Linked DNA regions of Cyprinus carpio: region 1 is linked to region 2. The links are chromatin contacts, called in public Hi-C maps. All regions are on one chromosome and are shown on one strand. Each heading gives the region's core, a stretch centred on a gene start, on an enhancer-like site or on the middle of the called end of the contact. The rest is flanking DNA. Distances are from core to core; before and after follow the strand shown. Region 1 has its middle 9.8 kb from the start of tmem176l.3a. Region 2 holds the start of LOC109094501 (protein rapunzel-like).

Region 1 (6,088 bases), core at 1,260-3,759, 43 kb before region 2:
AAAGTGCATTAAGTACAAAGTGAGTTGTTCCAATTTAGCAGACTTTCAGAATACCAGTTTAGTATACCAAAAGTCAGGGAATTTTTATTAAGTACATAAATTTGCAAATGTATTTGTAGTATACTTAGCATGAAATTAATGTATTTCAAATACATTTTATATTTATTTTTCACTATATGGCTTATCTTTGCTTCTTGCACATTTACATTTGTTTCTTACATTATTATTTTTTGTACAAGGGATTGCACTGACTTTAGTTTTTTTGGTGACTAGCTGTATTGTTTTGTCTAAATAATGTCTAAATAAATGTCTAAATAAATCCTAATCTCCAACAACAGGTCTGTATGTATGATGATATGAAAATCTGACTTTTATGTCAAGAATCGTTGACCTGATATTCTTATTCTGTTCCACAGACTGCACAAGAGTAGATGAGCAAACACTCAATCTCCCTGAAAATTATGCCATTGACTGGATGAAAACTCTGGATGATAACAAGTTTATTTCCGACATCGCTATTCCTGGTACCCATGACAGCTTGGCCCTTCATGGAGGACCAGCAGCAAAATGTCAGGCATGGTCGCTAGTGGACCAGCTAAATGCCGGCATACGCTACTTTGACCTGAGAGTGTCTGGGGACGGTCTGAAAGTTGTGCATGGACCGATTTCCCAACATACAACATTCTCTGATGCTTTCAACACAATAAAGGAATTTTTATCTGACTTCAACGAAACAGTGCTGGTCAGACTTAAGCATAGCAGCAAATTTCCAGATCATGTTATATCCCAGCTTGAATATGAATCTAATAGTTGGGTAAGGAAAGACATACCAAGAATTAGAGACGTAAGAGGAAAGGTTGTTTTCGTTCAAAAAAATAGCTTTCATCTGGGTGTCCCTCTACATGAAACTGATCAACATGGTGACTATAAAGTAGGAAATGTGGAAAAAAAGAAAGATAAAATTACTGACCATCTGAAAGAGGCTATAGAAGCATGTAAAACTAATCATGTTGTTTTGAACTATTCAAGTGGCACAGGCTTTCCTTATTTAAGGGTAGACAACTCCCCAAAAAGTTTGGCAAAAGAAATCAACCTTTGGCTATATAATCATCTCAAAGACACTTATGAAAAAAAAATCGAGTCTTGTTTTGGGGTTATAGCCATGGACTTTCCAGGCTTTGATTTAATACAAATGGTCATCAATTTTAATAAACAGGTAGGCATATAAGTCTGTCATTTTTAATTTGTTAATTAAGTATACACTTTAGTGGGACAGAAGTGTGTATTTTCTGTTTTATTAATGACAAAGCATCACTGCCTTCTTGTCTATATTTATATATCTACTTTTTTCTGTTTTTTTTCTGGTTAGGATGCTTTTCCTTTTAACTTTTAAACCATGTAGTCTTGACAACAGCAGCTGAGTTGAATAAACCTGAAATTAGCATGATCTGCTCATAAGTGATTTTCTGAGTCATGTGAAATTCAGTTCAATCTATCATTTGGTTTATTTATTTGCTTGTTTATGTGATTTGATGGGATAATTAGAATGTGTGTATTTTCAATGTTAAAAATTCACAATTTTAATTTGTAATAATGTGAAATCTGGTAGTTTGCATTTATAGTTTAAAAGGGATAGTTCACCCAAAAATTTTGTCATCATTTACTCACCCTCATGTCGTATCAAACATGTATGAATTTCTGTCTTATGCTGAACATAAAAGAAGATATTTTGAAGAATGCTGGTAATCAAACATTGACGTCCATAGTATTTCTTTCTCTATGGAAGTCAGTGGGGACCAACAACTGTTTGGTTCTTCAAAATTTTTGTTACTGTTAAAAAACTCTTATTAAATTGTTACTTTTTCTTGTTTTTTATTAATATTTTTTAGGGACATGAAAATCAACGAACTTCTGTTTTAACCTAAATTAAGATAAGCGCCAATCTAATAATAATAATAATAATAATAATAATAATAATAATAATAATAATAATAATAATTAAAAATAAATAAAATAAATAAAGGGCCATAAATTATGTCTGAAGAGGTTTGCATGATTTTACCACCAGGTGGCATGTATCACATACAAGTCAGCTGCTGTCCCAAGTGTAAAAGTGTTTGTTGTTTCCTGTATTGTGCTTTTAATGTAACAGTAGATTAGAACACCTGAGTTCAGCATAAGCAAGAAGGATATCTATTTAACAACAGTGTCAGGAAAACAAAACTGCTCCGCCTTATGACAGAAAAACGAGTTGAAGAACCATTTTAAAGAACCGGTTCACAAAATCGATTCAGTGATTCCTTTGCGTCATCTCGCAATGCGGTGCGTCATCATCATCATGCTGCATTGCATAAGAACATAAATATAATTTGTATTCACAATGCTAAAAGAGGTTTATTTGTCTGTTAAAATAATATGCAGGAATCGTTCTTTACTTTTTAGGCAGACTGTCTGAAGGAGACGGTTTACGGTTCAATGAGTCACTGTTGTGAGAACCGCTCGAACCGATTCAGTCTGATTCGTGAATGAATCTTTGAATGCATTCTGTTTTTTTGTGAACTGGATCAGAAGATTCTTTGAAAATATCCGAATCAAACGAACGATTCATTAACTGACGCCGTTGTTTTGGGCCTATCATTGTTCTTTTCTGCTCCTAAAGTTTGACAATTTCCTGAAATCTGACTGAACTCTGGACTGTTAGTCACAGGGTACATTACGTCTGAGTTTTTTCTTAAAAGCCTTCTGAAATATGTAATACTGCAAAAGTATAAATTTGACGTCACTGGTAGATGTTTATACACAGATTTCTTTTTATTTTGGTGGAAAGGAAAACTTCCGCCATGTCAATAGTCAAATTTATTCTAGAATGTTTGGGAGGGATTTCTATTGAGATTGGGCCAAGTTGTCCCATTTGAATTCAAAAGTACTGTATATTTAATTACCCAAATTCTTCTTGTCTCTAGCAAATTGTCACATGTGCTTTTAATGTCAGAACTGAATATATATATATATATATATATATATATATATATATATATTATATATATATATATATATATATATATATATATATATATATGTATTGGACAAAGTAGTGGTTACCAATTTTATTTTGCAGTTGACAGAATTTTATCATATTTTAACAAAATATGTAGTGAAATATGTCTTTTTAACACAGTATTTTAAAAAGTGTCAGTAAATTGCATTGTGGCACTTTATTCTTAAAGGCTTATTGTGACAACATGCCCCCTGCTATGTCATCATTTGTTAACTGAACTGTGTCTTTTTGTCCTTGGCAATAGCAGTGTCAAGGCTTTTTGGCTTTGTTCTAAAGCTTGATTTAACGTCTTGATGTGTTTATATCGGTTGTGATCGACTAGAATGGTACTTTGCTTGTCTTTAGATGGGACGTTTGGCCTGTATCACCTGTCGGAAGGCTGAAGTCTGCAGCGTGTCTCTGACAGTGTCTCAAGGTGAGGGTTTGACGGTCATCGCCTCGAACCCAAAGAGCAGATGGCCCGTACTGTGTCAGATTCTGGGTTTTCTGTGCTGCAGTCCAGTCTGTTCTGTGTCTCAGAATATGAAAGGGAAGCTGACGAACATCCACACTGCTCTTGGGGTGAATTAAACAAATGTCTTTTTAATACTTCCATTAGAAAACTTCTGACATTTTAAGTTGATTTTTCATTTTTGAGGTGTATGAACAAATTATTTTATTTTATTATTTTTTTTATCCATAGACTATGCAGATAATAGTTGGAGTCATCAATATTGTGTTTGCGATTTTGCTTAACAGCTCTTGGATAAGGGGCAACCTTGCAGATTTCTGGATCGGTGGTGTGGTAAGAATTTGTCTTATTCTGCTTATTCTCATGTTTCTAAACCATTACATGTGTAATGAGTCTATAAATTAAATTTGTCAGTACCAGATATGTTTGAGAGGATGAGAAGAGAGAAATATACTGTAAAATGCATGTGCAAATACTTTTGAAGTGTCATCTCTTTGAAAAAAAATTGATTCAGTTACTCAAATGTCTAAAATGTGAGTGTACATCTCTTAATCATTTAAGAAAAAAAAGAAAGAGAAAATAGTACACACACATGTAGTAACTGTTTTTTTTTTTTTGCTAAATATTCATATTTGAAAGCCATAACTTTAAAAAAAAAAATAACTATATTAAGAAAAAGTAACATTTTATTATTGTAATGGTTTTATAAGTTTTTAATAAGATGGTTTTTTTTCTTCTTCTTTTATTTACACCACCTGAGCAAGAGGCACAAAAGCATCAAAATACAGTTTAAAAGCCTATTCATGTCATTGTTTGAATTGCATTTTCTTTTATTTATGAAGAGCATATATCCTGATAATAAATAAGTGTTCAGCTGTTGACTCATATATTGCTTTTATTGTTTGGGTGGCAGGTAGCGTTGAGGACTTTTTATTTATGTACTTTCATAGAATTTGATTTGCTAGTGTCTTATGTCATCAATGACAGATGTGATGCATTTTGATGATTTTGTTTAGGTTAAAATGAACATCTGATGGGTCACAAAACCTAATTTACACTTTTCATTTCAATGACTGTGTTTGGACGCACAGTTTTTTTTAATTGTTTTCTTTTTAGGTCCTTGTAGTTGGAATCGTGACTATTCTTGCAGCTAAGTTTCCCAGTCCTTTTCTGGTACGTACTAACACTTTTATCAGTGTTTTTGGAAGTTGTGGAACACTTTATCAGAGTTTTTGGAAGTTATGTTGAGCACACCAGTTTATATTGTTGTGTTTTACAGCTGGTCATCACAGTGGCAAGAAGGATGAAGATGCAAAGGTACTGTATCAGCAGCACTATTACAACAATCAATCAGTCAAACCCACTGAGATATAAAGCAACAAATACATACAGTACATACAACACCTCTCAATATAGTAGTGAGATGATTTCCTATGTTTATTCTTATCATCTGTTATCCTTAAACATTTGGTTACTGCTAGAAAATGAGGGGGCTGATTTTTGATATGAATGTCTTGAGTACTTGAGCACATAATTCCTTTTCATATATTATTTGTCTCAAAACTGCTTTTAGATGGAACAGGTTTTCACCCCAGTCTGACATTTAAAGCAATAGTTCACCCAGAAATTAGGTTATCCAAGATGTAGATGAGTTTGTTTCTTGATCAAAACAGATTTTTTAGAATTATAGAAACTTAGCATTACATTACTTGCTCACTAATGGATCCTCTGCAGTGAATGGGTGCCGTCGGAATGAAAGCCCAAACAGCAAATAAAAACATTACAATTATCCACACCACTCCAGTCCATCAGTTAATGTATTGGGAAGTGAAAAGCTGTATGTTTGTGAGAAACAAATCCACCATTAAAGCGTTTTAACTTTAAACCATTGCTTCTGGCCAAAATACAAGTAATTGTAAATTTCACCTAATCTGTTCCCATGAAGAAACAAACTTACTACATCTTGAATGGCCTTTGGGTGATTACATTTTAAGCAAATTGTCATTTTTTGGTGAACTATTCCTTGAATTCTAAGAACACAGTTCTACAATTAAAAATCTACCTTTATAGTACTGCACCTGAATGTAGTGAAAATATCTCAATCATTTCTCATTTTCAAGGACATTAAAAGACTTTTGCTTATGTAAATTTAAAGTATGTAAATTAATGAATTTAATATTATTGTCTTTTTTTGTATTTTTTTTTTGTTTCTATATGAGGTGTTTTTAAGATGGTTGGTTTTTATGTGATTGATTTTTATGAAAGTTATTTGTCTTTGCCAATGCTACAATACAATACAGAATTGTGTGTTAAACGTTATCAAAAGTAGGAAGTTCCACCATTAGCACTCAAATCTCAAAGTATTGAAACTGAAAAGCCATTTCGCAACATATACAATCTAATTTTCTAAATATGTGGTTATTTTTTCTCTTTCTGTCTAGTTGTGTGGTGTTACCTTGTGTATAGTGAATCCGTTTGCTACTACTTTTGACACTGACAAGATTAATATGCCAAAATAAATAAATAAATACATTTTGATTGTAAAATCACAGTACTTTATATATAGCATCACAAAATAA
Region 2 (6,379 bases), core at 55-2,554:
TGCAAGAACAAGCGTTTTCTGATCTCTTTGTACTCAGGTTTGGCCTCCAGAATGTCTATGTATTTTCTAAACTGGCTGCATATATTTTCCTCCACGGTGAAGAACTGAGAATCCAAACGTCCCTTTTTAATCTCACAGTTGATGTCCTCTATTTGAGATGAGAGGACATCCAATTTGCTCCTCACAACTAGAAACTGATCTTTGACATATGTGACCTCCTTGCTTTCCACGTTGTCCAAGACCAGCCTCAAAACTGGTGCAGAAGCTTCAAAAAGAGGACACAGCTCCCCAACAGTGCTGGCTAGCACCTCTGCTCCTCTCTCAAACATCTCCATTACGGCTTCAATGGCCTCCTTCTTCTGGGCTACAACCCGCTCTAATGGACTGGACATTTCTAAAAACAAACAATAATAATAATAATAATAAGATGCCTTAGTTTCTTGTAGTATTAAAATCAAAAATCACTTTACTCAATGGGTCAATTAAAGCTGCATAATATGAAATAAAAGTTGAAAAAGCAATTCAGTTGCTCAGAGGTTGTTCCTTCATAATCTCAGAATACTTTTTGCTTAAGAAAACTGAACGTCTCCATATGTTCTGTCTTCTCATTGTTGAGACTGAAGTTGTAAATAAATAATAATAAAAAACAATCAGAAAAGAAAATACAGGTGTGCGAGACAAAAAAGCTGAAGTGCATGCGATCTGATTTATTATAATAATATTTTTGATGTAAATAGCCTATGTAAGCCAATGTCATTATAAAACCTAAGTGATTACACGTGTTTCCATCACAGCCGAATGAAGCTGTCTTCACGTTGCTAATTTTACACGATAGCCAAGTGTGCCATCAGCATTTTCTTCCATTTTAAATTTGCATGCATGTTAATGAGAAAAATCGTGTTAAACCAAGTCCAGGCACATCTGAAATCTCTAAATAATCACATTCAGTACAGAAATAAAACGACTTGAGCTTAAAATCGTGTTGCGTAGATATGGCACCACTGAATGAGCCATCTTCTGTTCCGTAAAGGACACACCTCGAAAAGCGTTTTAAAGCGCAGTCTCCCTCTAAAGTGTCCTACATGTCCATCACAGCAATTTAACCCAGCAGAACATATTTCAAACAGGTTTCTCACGTCTAGCAGGTTGAAGAGCTGCTGTCCGGATTACCTGTCCGAAATGTAGGTTTCCCTCAGGTATTAGCTCGAGGAGGATATTTGTGATGATCTGATTCTGAGTGAGTCTGAAATGAACAGAGAAGCAGCGCGCGCGCACGCGCGACATAGAGGGAGTTGCGCGCTCTGAGAATGCGTTTTTGGTTTGGAAAGCCTTTGGCAATGGCCGGATAAATGTCTCATTTTTGACGTGCTTGGCTACACCTTGCGTTTTATTCATAATATGACAACAGACAGAAGTGTTCTGAACTGTATTTAGACAGAAATACCGCGTTGTGTTTGTTCATCAAGAAGAAAATTGCGCGCAATGCGTAACATGGAGCAGCTCCAGTGGATCACAAGAAACATGCGCAGCTATTTTCCACACAGGGATGGCAGGTATTTTACCCAATCCTAATGTATTTAAGTGCTTAATGAGTTTTATATTGTATTATGTTAGATTATATCAAAATAACAAATTATATGGCACCTTCATCCAGGGCCAAATCTTATTAATAGCTATTCTGTGCTTAATCTTCTTTTCTCTGAGCGTGTGCTGATGAAGGAGGGTCCAAATACATATATTATGAAATCATACGCGAATAAAAAGAAAGAGAAAAAAACGAAATCACATGCAACGTTGTTACGCATATATGCAAATCAAGTGGTGGATGTACATTTATTTTCTAACAATGCACAAATAAGCGTTTGAAAATAAGTCAGATAAGTCAGCGTGACCTTGTGTCTGAATGCGTCATGGACGGCTGACACAGCTGAACATGATGACTTATGCCCATGAGGCTCAGCAGAGGTGTTTGGATTTTAATGTTTTCAGCCTTATACCCTCCTGTTTAGTACGAAAGAAATTACTAATGAAAATATTATACCGGCCCATTATTTTACATCATATTCTGATTCTCATTATTTTATTGATGAGATCAGGGATGTTCATACATGGCAAAGTTGATATATTTCAGTTACTATAAAGTTTTGAGTCTAAAGTCTAATTCCCCCTCTTTTAATCACATAAACCCTCTTATATGAGGACATTTTTGTCAATTCTGTCACAATAATAATTTAATCAACATAATAAAACCAAACTGACAAATAGCCTACATTCAGCTGACCTGAAAGTGTATTTTTTTGTATAAACTGCTATAGGTTATCTATCTAGCTATTCCTCCCAATTCATTAATTACTCTAACCTTTTCCTCAAGTAAAATGCTAAACCATTGCTGTGTTCTTTTCCCTTTTGGCTCTTTCTTTATTTTTCTTGTGGACCATAACTCCTTCAGAAAAGCCTTAACATTTCTTTCTTTTTTTTTCTTTCAGAATCGTGTCCATATGATTGCCTCTCAGACTTGACATTAGAGTCTTTGCAAACGTTTCTGGCTGATGACGTGAAATGACGCAGAACAAGACTGAAGATCTGTCTTCAAAGGGTAAAGTAAAGCTTATTAATATTTAGGCTATGCTCTCTTAAATGAAATAGAAGTGTTTAATACAACAGGAAAATAAGGATAAAGTAATAATGTCTCGTCGTTTTTGACTTTCATTAAAAGTAAAAAAAAAAAAATCTAACAACACAATTTTTATTTTAGCATAGGCCTAGTAGATGTTTTACCAGGGTCTAATTTTTAAGAGGTTTTAAAATTAACTTAGGCTATGTCTGCTTTATTTGACGCATAGGAAAAAAAATACACAAAATTAATGAAATACTTTTAAAAATGCAATATAATATAATAGGCTCATATTACATACTGTTTTTACATATATTAAAACTAGTAGGTGCTATTCACACAATATGTATTAAGCAGTAACAGTATGCTTGTATTCATATTTTTAGGTCTAAATGCTAAGCTCAATTTATGGTCTTTTACTGCCATCTAGTGGCAGAAGAACATCTAACAAGAAAAGTCCCTACTGCTGCTGTAATTGGTTTACATCAACAATGTGTAAGCCTTTTGCGTATATTTATAATATAAATATATATTTAAATTAAAGCTTATATATATATATGTATGTACATATATATATATATATAATATATATATATATATATATATATATATATATATATATATATATATATATATACAGTACAGACCAAAAGTTTGGAAACATTACTATTTTTAATGTTTTTGAAAGAAGTTTCTTCTGCTCATCAAGCCTGCATTTATTTGATCAAAAATACAGAAAAAAACAGTAATATTGTGAAATATTATTTCAACTTAAAATAATAGTTTTCTATTTGAATACACTTAAAAAAAATAATTTATTCCTGTGATGCAAAGCTGAATTTTCAGCATCATTACTCCAGCCTTCAGTGTCACATGTAACATCCAGTCTATCACATGATCATTTAGAAATCATTCTAATATTCTGATTTATTATGAGTGTTGGAAACAGTTCTGCTGTCTAATATATTTGATGAATAAAAGGTTAAAAAGAACTGCATTTATTCAAAATAAATAAAAAAAATTCTAATAATATATATTCTAATAATATATTTTCTTTACTTTCACTTTTTATCAATTTAACACATCCTTGCTGAATAAAAGTATTGATTTTATTTAAAAAAAAAAGAAAGAAAAAAAATTACTGACCCCAAATTACTGACCAGTAGTGTATATTGTTATTACAAAATATTTATATTTTAAAAACATAGCTTCTTTTTATTTTTTTTTATTTTTTTTACTTTTTATTCATCAAAGTATCCTAAAAAGTATCACGTTCTGAAAAAAAATATTAAGCAGCAGAACTGTTTCCAACTTTGATAATGAATCATCATATTAGAATGATTTCTAAAGGATCATGTGATAATGATCCTAAAAATTCAGCTTTGCATCACTGAAATAAATGATAATTTAAAGTATAATAAATTTAAAAACAATTATTTTAATTGTAATAATATATCACAATATTACATTGTTTTCCTTTATTTTTGATCAAATAAATGCAGGCTTGATGAGCAGAAGAAACTTCTTTCAAAAACATTAAAAATAGTAATGTTTCCAAACTTTTGGTCTGTACTGTATATATATATATATATATATATATATATATATATATATATACACACACACACACACAGATAAATAGATATGGTTAAATTACTGATTAATTGTATTAAATATACAGTATATAATGAGTTTTAGTGTAAGTCTGTAAGTCAAAACCACTTGTAATAGTTATTTTCATTCCTTGTGTCTTTATTGAAAAATGTAACAATGTTGTACAGCGTTATAAGTACATTGGCATTCCAAAGAGTTAAAAAAAAAAAAGTAATTTAATAATGATTAGGAAGGTATAGTGTTCCAATCCATGAGACATTCAAAAAGCACACAAACACATCATTTAGTTACATTTATGTATATTGCAGTGCTTCATGGATAAACGAATGTGAAACAAACACGATTATCTAGATGAAGTTCAGTCATGTCAGACTAAACATGTAGCACTGTACATCAAGTATTATCTTTTAATTTATGCAAAACAAAAGGGCCAAAGGAATGCAAAAAATAACCTTCAGTTTAGATTTCACCTCTCATATTAAAATATACGCTCTGATAATCTGTTCTATTGGCATTAAAAAAAAAATTTAAGACACACAGGATACAATTAAATGCACACTAAAATCTGTAACTAATGTGCCAAAAAGCTGCATAAACATGAACATTTCAGAGAGAAATTTCAATCTTAGTATGCACAGATAGTAAATTGTATGCTCTTTATTTTGCAACATTTATGGATAGATAGATAGATAGATAGATAGATAGATAGATAGATAGATAGATAGATTATATTTTATAGATTATATTTTATAACTGTATATACTTTGTATTTATTCAGGAAACAAGTTGTTCATCATGTAGTCTTGAAGCTTTTAAAACAATTTCCAAGATGACACTGCTTACGAATGCTTATAATATTTATATAACCACAACCAGCATTCTGTAGATTAGTGTGAAATATCTTTGTCATGTAGTGTTAAACTGGTGCAAGGCATGAAGAAATGTGATTGTGTGATTAAAAATACAAACAAAAAACAACTAGATTAGAGGAAATGATTGTGTACACTTCAGCATGACCTGCGATCATCAGGAAGATACTACTGCAGGTTGATGAAATCTATTAGAGTAAGAGAAAACAGGCAAAGCACGAAGACAATAAAGAGCGTGGTTGTGCAGAAAGGTTTCCCGATCACTTGCATCTCCTCAGCACCTCCTGCATTTTCTCCTGCACGTTCCTCATATTCTCTTCCCACTCTTCGTTTCGGGATTCCAGATCATCCCCCAGGATGCCGTAGTAGCCCATCAGAGCGATGAAACCGATGCAGAACAGGTACGCGAGTCGAGTGCAGAGGTTTTCCATGACGCGCTGGTCACCCTGTGAATGCTTCATGTAGACGTCTAGGATGGGCTGGCTGAAGAGTTTGCGCTTCCCCATCACGCCTTCGTAAAGCGTGTACATGTTCTGGTCATCTTTATCATTGATGAAACTCTCTACGAAATCATCCTTCTTGCGTTGCACTTGCTCAGGTTTGGCCTCCACGATCTCCATGAATTTGCGGAACTGATTGCGAATGTTTTCTTCTACCTCGTGGTACTGTTTGTCCACCGTTTCCTTCCGGATTTGCAGCAGGGCTTGACGGTTCTGCTGTGAGATTTCGTCCAGGGCTCGATTCACGCTGCCAAACTCACGTCTGAGTTTCTGAATGTCTTCATCGTCCACGTGGTGCAGCACCACCCGGATGAGAGAACCAGCCACGCCGAAGATGGGATTGACCACCGCTGCTGCAGATGAGATGGTGGCCACACATTCCAGAACCTTCACTAGACCCCTCTTCAGCTTCTCTGGGTCATCAAATATCTCATGGTCAGCCATTGTGTCCGGAGGAAGATTGTAGGACAGTCTTATCGTTTAGTTCACCTGAAGAAGGAAACAGATCACAATCTTAAAGTTAAACAGAATTTCCTTGAAAAATACTTATGGTTAACTAAAACGGAAACTAAATCTAAAACCATAAAAAAAAAAAAAAAAAAAAAAAAAAAATTGGTTACTTGAAATAAAATAGACGTTAACTGAAATATAATAATAATAATAATAATAATAATAATAATAATAATAATAATAATAATAATATATACACTACCAGTCAAAAGTTTGGGATCAGTAGAGCTTGTAATGTTTTTTAAATAAGTCTCTTCTGTTCAAGGCTGCAT

What was found. Hi-C and Micro-C count contacts between places; a contact is called where the count stands out from the background.
Region 1: a contact with region 2 is called in a Hi-C map of liver, with 2.8 times the contacts expected there. The contact joins the enhancer-like site here to the promoter of LOC109094501 in region 2. A contact is called at or near these places in 3 of 8 Hi-C or Micro-C datasets (liver and red blood cells).

The regions. Positions count from the first base shown.
Region 1 is chrA16:19,481,667-19,487,754 of ASM1834038v1, reverse strand. It overlaps the pseudogene LOC109105457. Among protein-coding and RNA genes, the nearest start is that of tmem176l.3a, 9.8 kb to the left of the region's middle. Within about 2 kb of position 2,509, at least 1 of the 8 cell types and tissues checked has an H3K27ac peak or open chromatin away from gene starts, as enhancers often do.
Region 2 is chrA16:19,436,747-19,443,125 of ASM1834038v1, reverse strand. It overlaps LOC109094501 (protein rapunzel-like), which reads right to left and starts at 1,304. Exons shown (of 2, transcript XM_042773162.1): 1 at 1,171-1,304; 2 at 1-394. The coding sequence starts at 392. LOC122148041 (a long non-coding RNA gene) reads left to right here and starts at 1,131. Exons shown (of 4, transcript XR_006162034.1): 1 at 1,131-1,553; 2 at 2,487-2,596. It overlaps LOC122148040 (protein rapunzel), which reads right to left. Exons shown (of 3, transcript XM_042773167.1): 3 at 4,346-6,086. The coding sequence starts at 6,041. The coding sequence ends at 5,358.